2 separate regions of the Anas platyrhynchos genome follow, and region 2 is linked to region 1. Evidence: chromatin contacts called from public Hi-C data. All regions are on one chromosome and are shown on one strand. Each heading gives the region's core, a stretch centred on a gene start, on an enhancer-like site or on the middle of the called end of the contact. The rest is flanking DNA. Distances are from core to core; before and after follow the strand shown.

What was found. A called contact is a pair of places that touch in the nucleus more often than the background predicts.
Region 2: a Hi-C map of subcutaneous adipose tissue shows a contact between it and region 1, with 4 times the contacts expected there. The contact joins the promoter of NT5E here to the enhancer-like site in region 1. A contact is called at or near these places in 3 of 8 Hi-C or Micro-C datasets (liver, skeletal muscle and subcutaneous adipose tissue).

The regions. Positions count from the first base shown.
Region 1 is chr3:83,785,628-83,789,689 of IASCAAS_PekinDuck_T2T, reverse strand. SNX14 (sorting nexin 14) reads right to left here. Exons shown (of 29, transcript XM_038177708.2): 6 at 180-267. Among named protein-coding and RNA genes, the nearest start is that of SNX14, 12 kb to the right of the region's middle. Within about 2 kb of position 2,024, at least 1 of the 8 cell types and tissues checked has an H3K27ac peak or open chromatin away from gene starts, as enhancers often do. A contact at or near this core is called in subcutaneous adipose tissue, where this site is marked.
Region 2 is chr3:83,853,137-83,856,955 of IASCAAS_PekinDuck_T2T, reverse strand. NT5E (5'-nucleotidase ecto) reads left to right here and starts at 1,659. Exons shown (of 9, transcript XM_027454936.3): 1 at 1,659-2,392. The coding sequence starts at 2,060. LOC140002229 (a long non-coding RNA gene) reads right to left here and starts at 2,005. Exons shown (of 2, transcript XR_011808475.1): 1 at 1,866-2,005; 2 at 1-1,103.

The DNA of each region.
Region 1 (4,062 bases), core at 775-3,274:
AATAAGCTCCAGAAGGAAGAAATAGATAACAGAAAGAAGAAACTTACGTGGAAACTGCCTATACTGTCTGTAAGACTGACTTTGGAATTGACATTTAACAAAAATTAAAGAACTAACTACAGCTGGGTAACAGTTATTTCAGATGGAAAAACAATGTTCACACCTTTAAGTCACCTTACCTTGTGGATTCTCCGTACTAATACAGATGCAAAAAACCGCAGCGTGCCTCTCAGTTCATCCACAGAGGATTCATCATCAGTAATATTTCTGCAGTATTGTAAAACAAGTCACCATATAAGAGAAAGGAAGAAAATACATATATATTAATCGAACCACAATATATATTTTACTACTTAAAACTGGAATAAAGACGGTCAGTGATGCTTCAACAGACAGTGACTGAAAAGAAAGCTGCGTGGGCAGAGTGAGCTGCCTTCTATATGAGTAAAATACATAACATTCCCAGTATGTTTGTGCACACAGGAATGACTTAAGTAAAATGTCTCAGTGTAAACTGGAATTATACACCAACATCTGCTTTAATATATTGTCTATGTGATTTTGGGCAAGGAAAATCTAGCCTAGTTTCCACATATCTGAAAACAGTGACTGTTTCCTAGTTCGTTGATCTGAAGTCTGAATGAGTCTGAATTAACATCTTCAAAACCTTTAGAATAAGGACACTGCAAGCACCCATCCCAGTTCAGCTAGTCAAAACTGCATTTTCCATACTGGCTACTCCAAAACCTTCTATACTACACAATTTCAAATAATCTTCTGGCTCAGTACACATGCGGCTTTGTTAACTTTTTATTATAAAGTTGGTAGCTTCTCATGTAGCTTTTAATGACATAGATACATTCCTGGTATTTCAGCTGAGCCTCATCCAAAAGAAAATTTTCACCAGAACTTTTTCAAAAAGTTCTAATACTTAGATGCCATTTAATTCAATAGTATTCCCTTTTAAAAATATAAAATAAAGAACTTAAAACCGACTTCCAAATCACTGTGCCAAAATATCAGCTAGACTTTAATCTGGTTTGCCAATTTCCATCTGCTGCAATACAGTATGCTGGGTGACAAATCACATTAAAACTACTTGAAGTTGATTATGGGAGAAAAATACCTAATTCCGTATCTTTTTTGGGGGAAAACTGTATGCAAATGGGGACTACAGGAAGTCTTAGGTGCAACTAAACTGCAATTAAATTAAGCGGAAAAAGAGATCATAATAGCAGAACTTTGCAAAATGCAACAAAATGGTTAAAAATATACCAACATTTAAGCATATATGGACATTACAGTAGAAGCAAAGACATCGGTAAAACTGCATTGTGACAGCTGAGCAATGGCACAACAAAGAAAGCTGCCTCCTGCCTTAGCTAATGACCATATGGAAAAGCCATCAAAGCTTTCAGTTTGCATAATGCGTATGCAAACCCCCAAATGGTTCTGCATACGTATTAAATGTAAATATCTTTTGTATTAAAAAATAGCCTCAACAGGATGTTTGAAAAGCAAATATGTTATGCCTATAGCATCATTTTACATTATTCAGCATCTGATTTTTACAGCAACGTCAGCCCAAGTTACACAGCATCCAAACGCATCTTGAAGGTGAGCTGTTAGCAGCAGATAGGGTTGAGCACGGTATATCAAGTATATAACTCACTGCATGAAAAGGCACCTCAAAGCAAGCAGCCTGGCATGAGGAATACAGCAATCCTCAGCTAATCGTGTGCAGATAAGACAACTGTAAGGCTTGGTTTGTCACCAGCTGACATTTTGGAAGCAATATTGTTAGCAAATAGCTACGCTGTGTAAGGAAGCCAAGGGATTAGCAAACAGATTTTCTGACTGTACTACTAATATTCTACAGACAAAAAGATAGATGAAGTAATTTGGACCAAGACATTGCTATTTTATTGACACTTGGCTATCCAGTATTCTGGCTAATTCTACTTGGACACAGCTTTGTGCCACGTACTTTCATGCCGTGCCATAGGTTAGCAGAGACATTCTTTTAATCATCAGTGGGCTGGAGAATGGTTAAAAGAACATCAAGAACTTGTAAAATCCCAAACCTCCAGTGACACAGTGGAAGATCCAAATAACTTGCTCAGAAGCATTTTTTAAATTGGCTGCATTTTCCCAGAATTTGCAGAAAAACTTAAAAACACAACTACCAGTATAATGGAGAAATTTGCTAAAAGAAAAAGGCCCAGTCTGCTAATTGTAAACAGTTACTGAGTCAAACATCCCAAAAGAGATACACCCAACTTGCATGCAAAGCTCTGTGGGATCCAATGATAGATGAAAACCACATCCAAATACTGAAGTAATTATTTTTTCCTGATTGTCAATTATTCTTATGAAATTTAAACAACTCTTAAAAAAAAAGAACAAAGGAAATACATTGTAAGCTGATATGATTTGAAACTATGATTTGTAATTAAATGAAAATCCTGAATTTTTACTGCATTGTTTACACTTGGAATAGAAGCAGCTCCGTATGCGAAAACGCTGATTTTAGTCACTATCAAGGAAAAAAAAAGTTTTCATGGTAACATATTAGAAAAACACAGTAATTACTCAATTAGATTAGAAACCAGAGAACTGAAATTGCAATTGCATCAGTGACAAAAAAAAAATCACTAAGTATAGAGTAACACATTCAAATTTTAAAGTCGCCTATTTAAAATGAGGAAAAAGCTGGTAAAAGCAAGACATTACACAGTCTTATTGAACAGCATGCTGCATAAGTAACAGATTCAGACTGGTGTTGTGTAGTTTTGTAGTTGGATTACTTACAACTATGCTTTATTCCCATATACTTGAAAAATAACTCAATAAAATATTGGAAGATAACCAGTATAAATACCTTGATAAATCCCAAACAATTCATATAGGTGCAACTACCTACTTCAGTAGAGTTCATAGGATTTTAAGTACTAATCTTCTTTCTTCTAAATTAATCTTAGTTTAGGGATCTTTACCTCTAAATTTTAACTTGCTAATAAAACATTACAAATTCTTACACTGTTTGTTAATAATATAAGCACAAAACACAGCTTTTCCCTGATTAACTTTATTTCTGAAGCAACAAATCTATGGTTTTGTCTTGCAACACACATTTCTGGTAAGCATTACATTGCCTCAGCTTCTGAGTGGGTTGTCAGGTTACTTGTCTAATGCCCAGAGAGTGCAAGGTGCTGCAAGAAAGCATAAGCTGGCAGTGGAAAGAGAGAGAAAAAAAAAAAAGAGGAATTGTCTACATAAACTCCATTTGAAAGGGGGTCAGCTAGCATAAGGAGTTGTGCCAGACTTTTCTCAAAGGGAAGCAGCAGACAGCTTTATCAACCTCACCTGGCAAGCCTGAGTTGCCTGCTGGTGGTTACCCACATTGCTAAAACAAGCCCAGCCTAGAGGTGAAAGCTTCTGATTTGGCTCTATGAAGAATTAGCTGGGGTTACTGAGGTGTGGTAGCTCAGGAAAAACATTTAATGAATTCAGGAGTCCTTCCTCCAGGGTCAGCTGAGCTGTACAAAAGGCAAAGGTAGGTCTAAGCAGGAAAAGCCAGACCTAACATGCTCTACAAGAGAGACCTCAAATGGCAGCACACACGGTTCAGGCATCCCTGCATGACTGCTGCTGGCAACACAGAAAAGCACAGAAACACCTGAATGAGAACACAGAGAACGAGACAAACGTTAACAATACTACTACTGGGTTGAAACCAGCAAACCTTTCAGGACCAAGCTCTATGCCTGAAGAATTACAAATAGCACTGCACTACAGCTCACTGAACTCCCAGTTCAGACTCGTGGAAAGCTCATTAGGTCTGATCAGCCTGGTGTGACTTCATGGAGCTAGTTCAAAATTCAGAGGTGCAGCCATGTAAAACCAAAGACAGTTCAGAAACACCCACACAGCTCACCAGGAGGCAAGAAGGAGCAAGGTCTAGGCTGGCTGGCTCTTGACCAAGTACATTTTGCACCACACTTCTAACTGGACATATTCCTATGCCCACTATGCAACATATTCCAGACTTCAGTCACCTTG
Region 2 (3,819 bases), core at 410-2,909, 68 kb before region 1:
GAGGTGAGATCCTTGCAGAACCACAGCAGGAAGCTTGATAAGGGGGATGTTGTGGATGGCCATGGCCAGCAGGCACAAGAGACACGGGGTGGGCCCTCCACGAGCACTCCACATCCCACCCCTGAAACACAAGGAGCAGCACCCCAGGGCATCCCGGGCTGTTTCTGACACACTCTCCCAGCCCAGACTAAAGCACGCCCGTTCCAGACACGGAAGAGCTCGGTGGAGTTTGTGGTTGAGCTGGGCTGGGCTGGGCAAGTCAAAGACAATATTGTGTGTACAAGGATGTTCTGCTCCCTACCTCTTTTTTTAAGTTATTTTTATTTTTTTTTCCCTGTGTCTCTATGTTTGCACATAGCTGTGGTGGGCAGAACAAGCATTTCTTTAAAAATAACGTGGCTGTGAATGATGACTGGTGAAGAAGGATAAGGCGACAACAAGAGAAATGGTGTTACGTGCACACACGCGTGCAAACCTGGCCATCCAGGAGAGTGGCTGGCCAGAGTTGTCTTTGGTTTTGAAAAGGTGACTTCCTAGGAGTTTTGGGGTACTTGATAATGCCCGTGTTGCTATTTGTCTAGGAGTTTCAGAGCAGGGCTGCAGGATCAGGACAAAGGGGACGTGACTGACTTCAGGACAAGTGGTTTTTACTTTCTGCCAGCGTTGATCTGTTTAAACTTATAAAGTTGCTGTGTCTGCTGCAGGGCAACGGGAACACTCCCTGCATGCCAGTGACTGTCCTGACCAGATTTCCAGTGGCCACAGTGAAAGCTCAACCAAACTGGTGCAGGCGTGGGCACCTACTTGTGGACACCTACATGTAAATGTCTTGGCTTTGGGCTGGATCCCAGCCAGGCAGTCTGCAAGAGCCAGGGGAGGGGGATGTGGAAAGGAGGAGAAGAAATACGACTCTGGGTTTTGCCAACGTGGCTCGTGCCATGAAGGGTTTTCCTGGGATGGGATAGGCACGGCACAGCACAGTCATCCAAGGAAATGAGGAGATGCCACAGAGCTATTTTAATTCACGTCACGCGTGGGAGCATGGGGACAGCGGAGCGGAGCCACCATGGAAGAAAATACAGGTTCATTCGCTTCCCAGCCATCTGGGGAAACAAAGCAGACCAAATGAGTTCAGATTCCATCCCACGGACTTTGGGTGCCCAGGAAACCGTGGCGTGACATCACCCGGCGGAAAGGAGGGAGCAACGCGTGCAGCCTCCGCAACGCTTGTAGGAAACTGTCACTTTTTTTTTTTTTCATGCGATGGGGAAACTTCTGCTTTTAAGAAAATAAATAAATAAATAAATAAATAAATAAATAAACTAATAAATAAACTAATTGGTAATCGACCAGTTGGTCACTGCTTACAATGTGAGGTTGTCCATAGGGTGCAGGGACTTATAGGGAAGTTAAAGCACATGAAAAGCTCACTTTCCACAATTTCATTCTCCGGATAATTTGCTCGTTTATTAGGAGCAGGACACGCTGTGGGCACACAGCTTAAAGGGGCAGGCTGGGGGCTGCGTTGATGGACCGAAATGGCACAGGACCCCTCGCGAGTTGTTTATTTAGGGCATCGGCGTTCCTGTTTTTTCCCCTCAGCAGGCACATGCCAAGCCACAACCGTACGCTCAGCATTTAACCACGGAAATCCTCTTGAAAGCGATCCACGAGCTGCAAACACTAAAACCCTAATTAAAGCAGCCCTTCGAGCCGCCTAAGCCATCCCGAGGGCTGCAGGAGCCGCTCGCTCTTTTATTTTCAGCACCGCCGGAGAAAAAAGAGGAGGAGGGGAAAGGCTGGGTGGGACGCTGCGAGCCACCGCGAAAGGTTGAGAAAGCCCTTCCAGCAGCCCAACCACTCACCGAGGAGCCTCCCTGGAGTTTGTCCCCTCGCTGCCGGCTGCCTTTTCGCCTTCCCGTGCCACCACTTCGCGAGCACCGGGGGGAGAGAACCGGGGCGCACCAGGGCGCACCAGGGCGCACCAGGGCGCACCGGGGCGCACCGGGGGGCACCGAGAAGGGACCGCGGGGGTGGAGCGAGGGGACAGCGGGGAGGGATGTGGCGGCGGGTGGCCGCGCTGTGGCTGTCCCTGTGCCTGTCCCTGCCCCTCTGCCCATCGGCGGCGGCTCGGCTGCGGCTGACGGTGCTGCACACCAACGACGTCCACGCGCGGGTGGAGGCGCGGGGCTGCGCGGGGGCCCCGCGGGGTTGCGGGGAGGGCGGCGTGGCGCGGCGGGCGGCGCGGGTGGCGGCCGAGCGGGCGGCCCCGGGGGGAGGCGCGGTGCTGCTGCTGGACGCCGGGGATCAGTACCAGGGCACCGTCTGGTTCTCCCGCTACAAGGGCCAGGAGGCCGTCCACTTCATGAACCTGCTGCGCTACGACGCCATGGTAAAGAGGGGTGGAGGGGAGAGGGGGGTTATCCCGCTCTTTGGGGTGATGGGGGGTGGCTTTCCTCGCTCCTGGGGTGTCCAGGGGGTGAGAGGAGCCTGGATTGCAGCAAAGGGGTCACAGCCATGCCAAGGGGTCAAAGCCGTGCTGGGGGGCTCGCGGCTGGCAGCTCATCTGGCTTCAATCCTGTGGGAAGGGTCAAGAGGCACGCGGTGGTGGTGCTGTTCCAAAAGGGTTTGGGGTTTTAACCTGCTTGAGACCGGTGCCAGCAGGTTTGGAGATGTGAGGGTCTGGGCGTGAGGTGGCTGTGGGTGGCTGCAGTAGTAGTGTGAGCCACCCAGTGACTATAGCAGAGTGCTTCAGAGGGAGCTGTGCCCTCACGCTGCCTCTTCTGCTCTACCGAGTGCTGAGAGGAAGACTGAGGGATTTGGGATAAGGCTGGGGGATGCTGAGGTCGTTTCTCTCCGCTTCTCAGCCTGTTCCTGTGTAAAGGATTACTGTGGCTTATTTTGCTTGTGTACAACCCCAGAAAGGAGGAAAGAGATGGAACCTACATTTGAGAGTTTATTTATTGAGAGTTTACATTTGAGATTTATTTCATCCAGGCTGGCAGCTTGAGGGAAAAATCTTGTTCTGGGCGTATCACGTCCTCTGTCTTTATCTTTTTGCTTTCTTAGGAAAGGACTGAGCTTTCCTTTCCCAACAAAAATGGCTTCAGCCGCTTCTTCCCTCTGGCCCAGAGCAGCTACAGAAGGGAAAGTGTTGTCCCAGAGCGCTCTCCTGGGCTAAACACACCTCATGCCAGCGGGGCGGCTCTGGGGAGGATGCTGCTCTGTTTGCTTGGCCTGATGAACCTTGTCCTAATCCTAAAACAAACACCACCAGGGGTTTTCCTCCCAGTGGCGATGGGGAGGAATGTGTGCCTGCAGGACGTGCCTTTCCTGAGAGCTGGGAAGTGCTTTGGGGTTCTGCAGCGCAGGGAGAGAGCTCAGGATGGTTTTGCTCACCTTTCTTCCCAAAGCTTGCTGCTGGCTGCTCTTTCTCAGCCTTAACATTTGCTGGTTTGACTGTCTCATGGATGAGCCAGGAGCTTGTTTGGTTCCTGGTCATATCACAAGAAGAAATTCCTTTAGGCAAAATCATCAGTGTCCAGCTAGCGCCCAGCTTTAGGAATACATTATGTAGGAAGACGCATCAGCAGTTTGGCTAGGAGGTCCCGTTTCCTTTTTCATCATAATAAGATTAAAAAATAAATAAACAAAAATAAGCCCAGACCTTACTGGACATCCAGAGGCTTGTGCTGGATGCTAATGCCTTAGGAGAAGTAGTCAACCACTTGCACAGAGAATGAGGTAAGAGCTGTGCTGGGGAGAGATGAGCTAGTGTTTCTTTAAGCAGAATTTGGGAAGCCACAGCTGTAGAAGAAG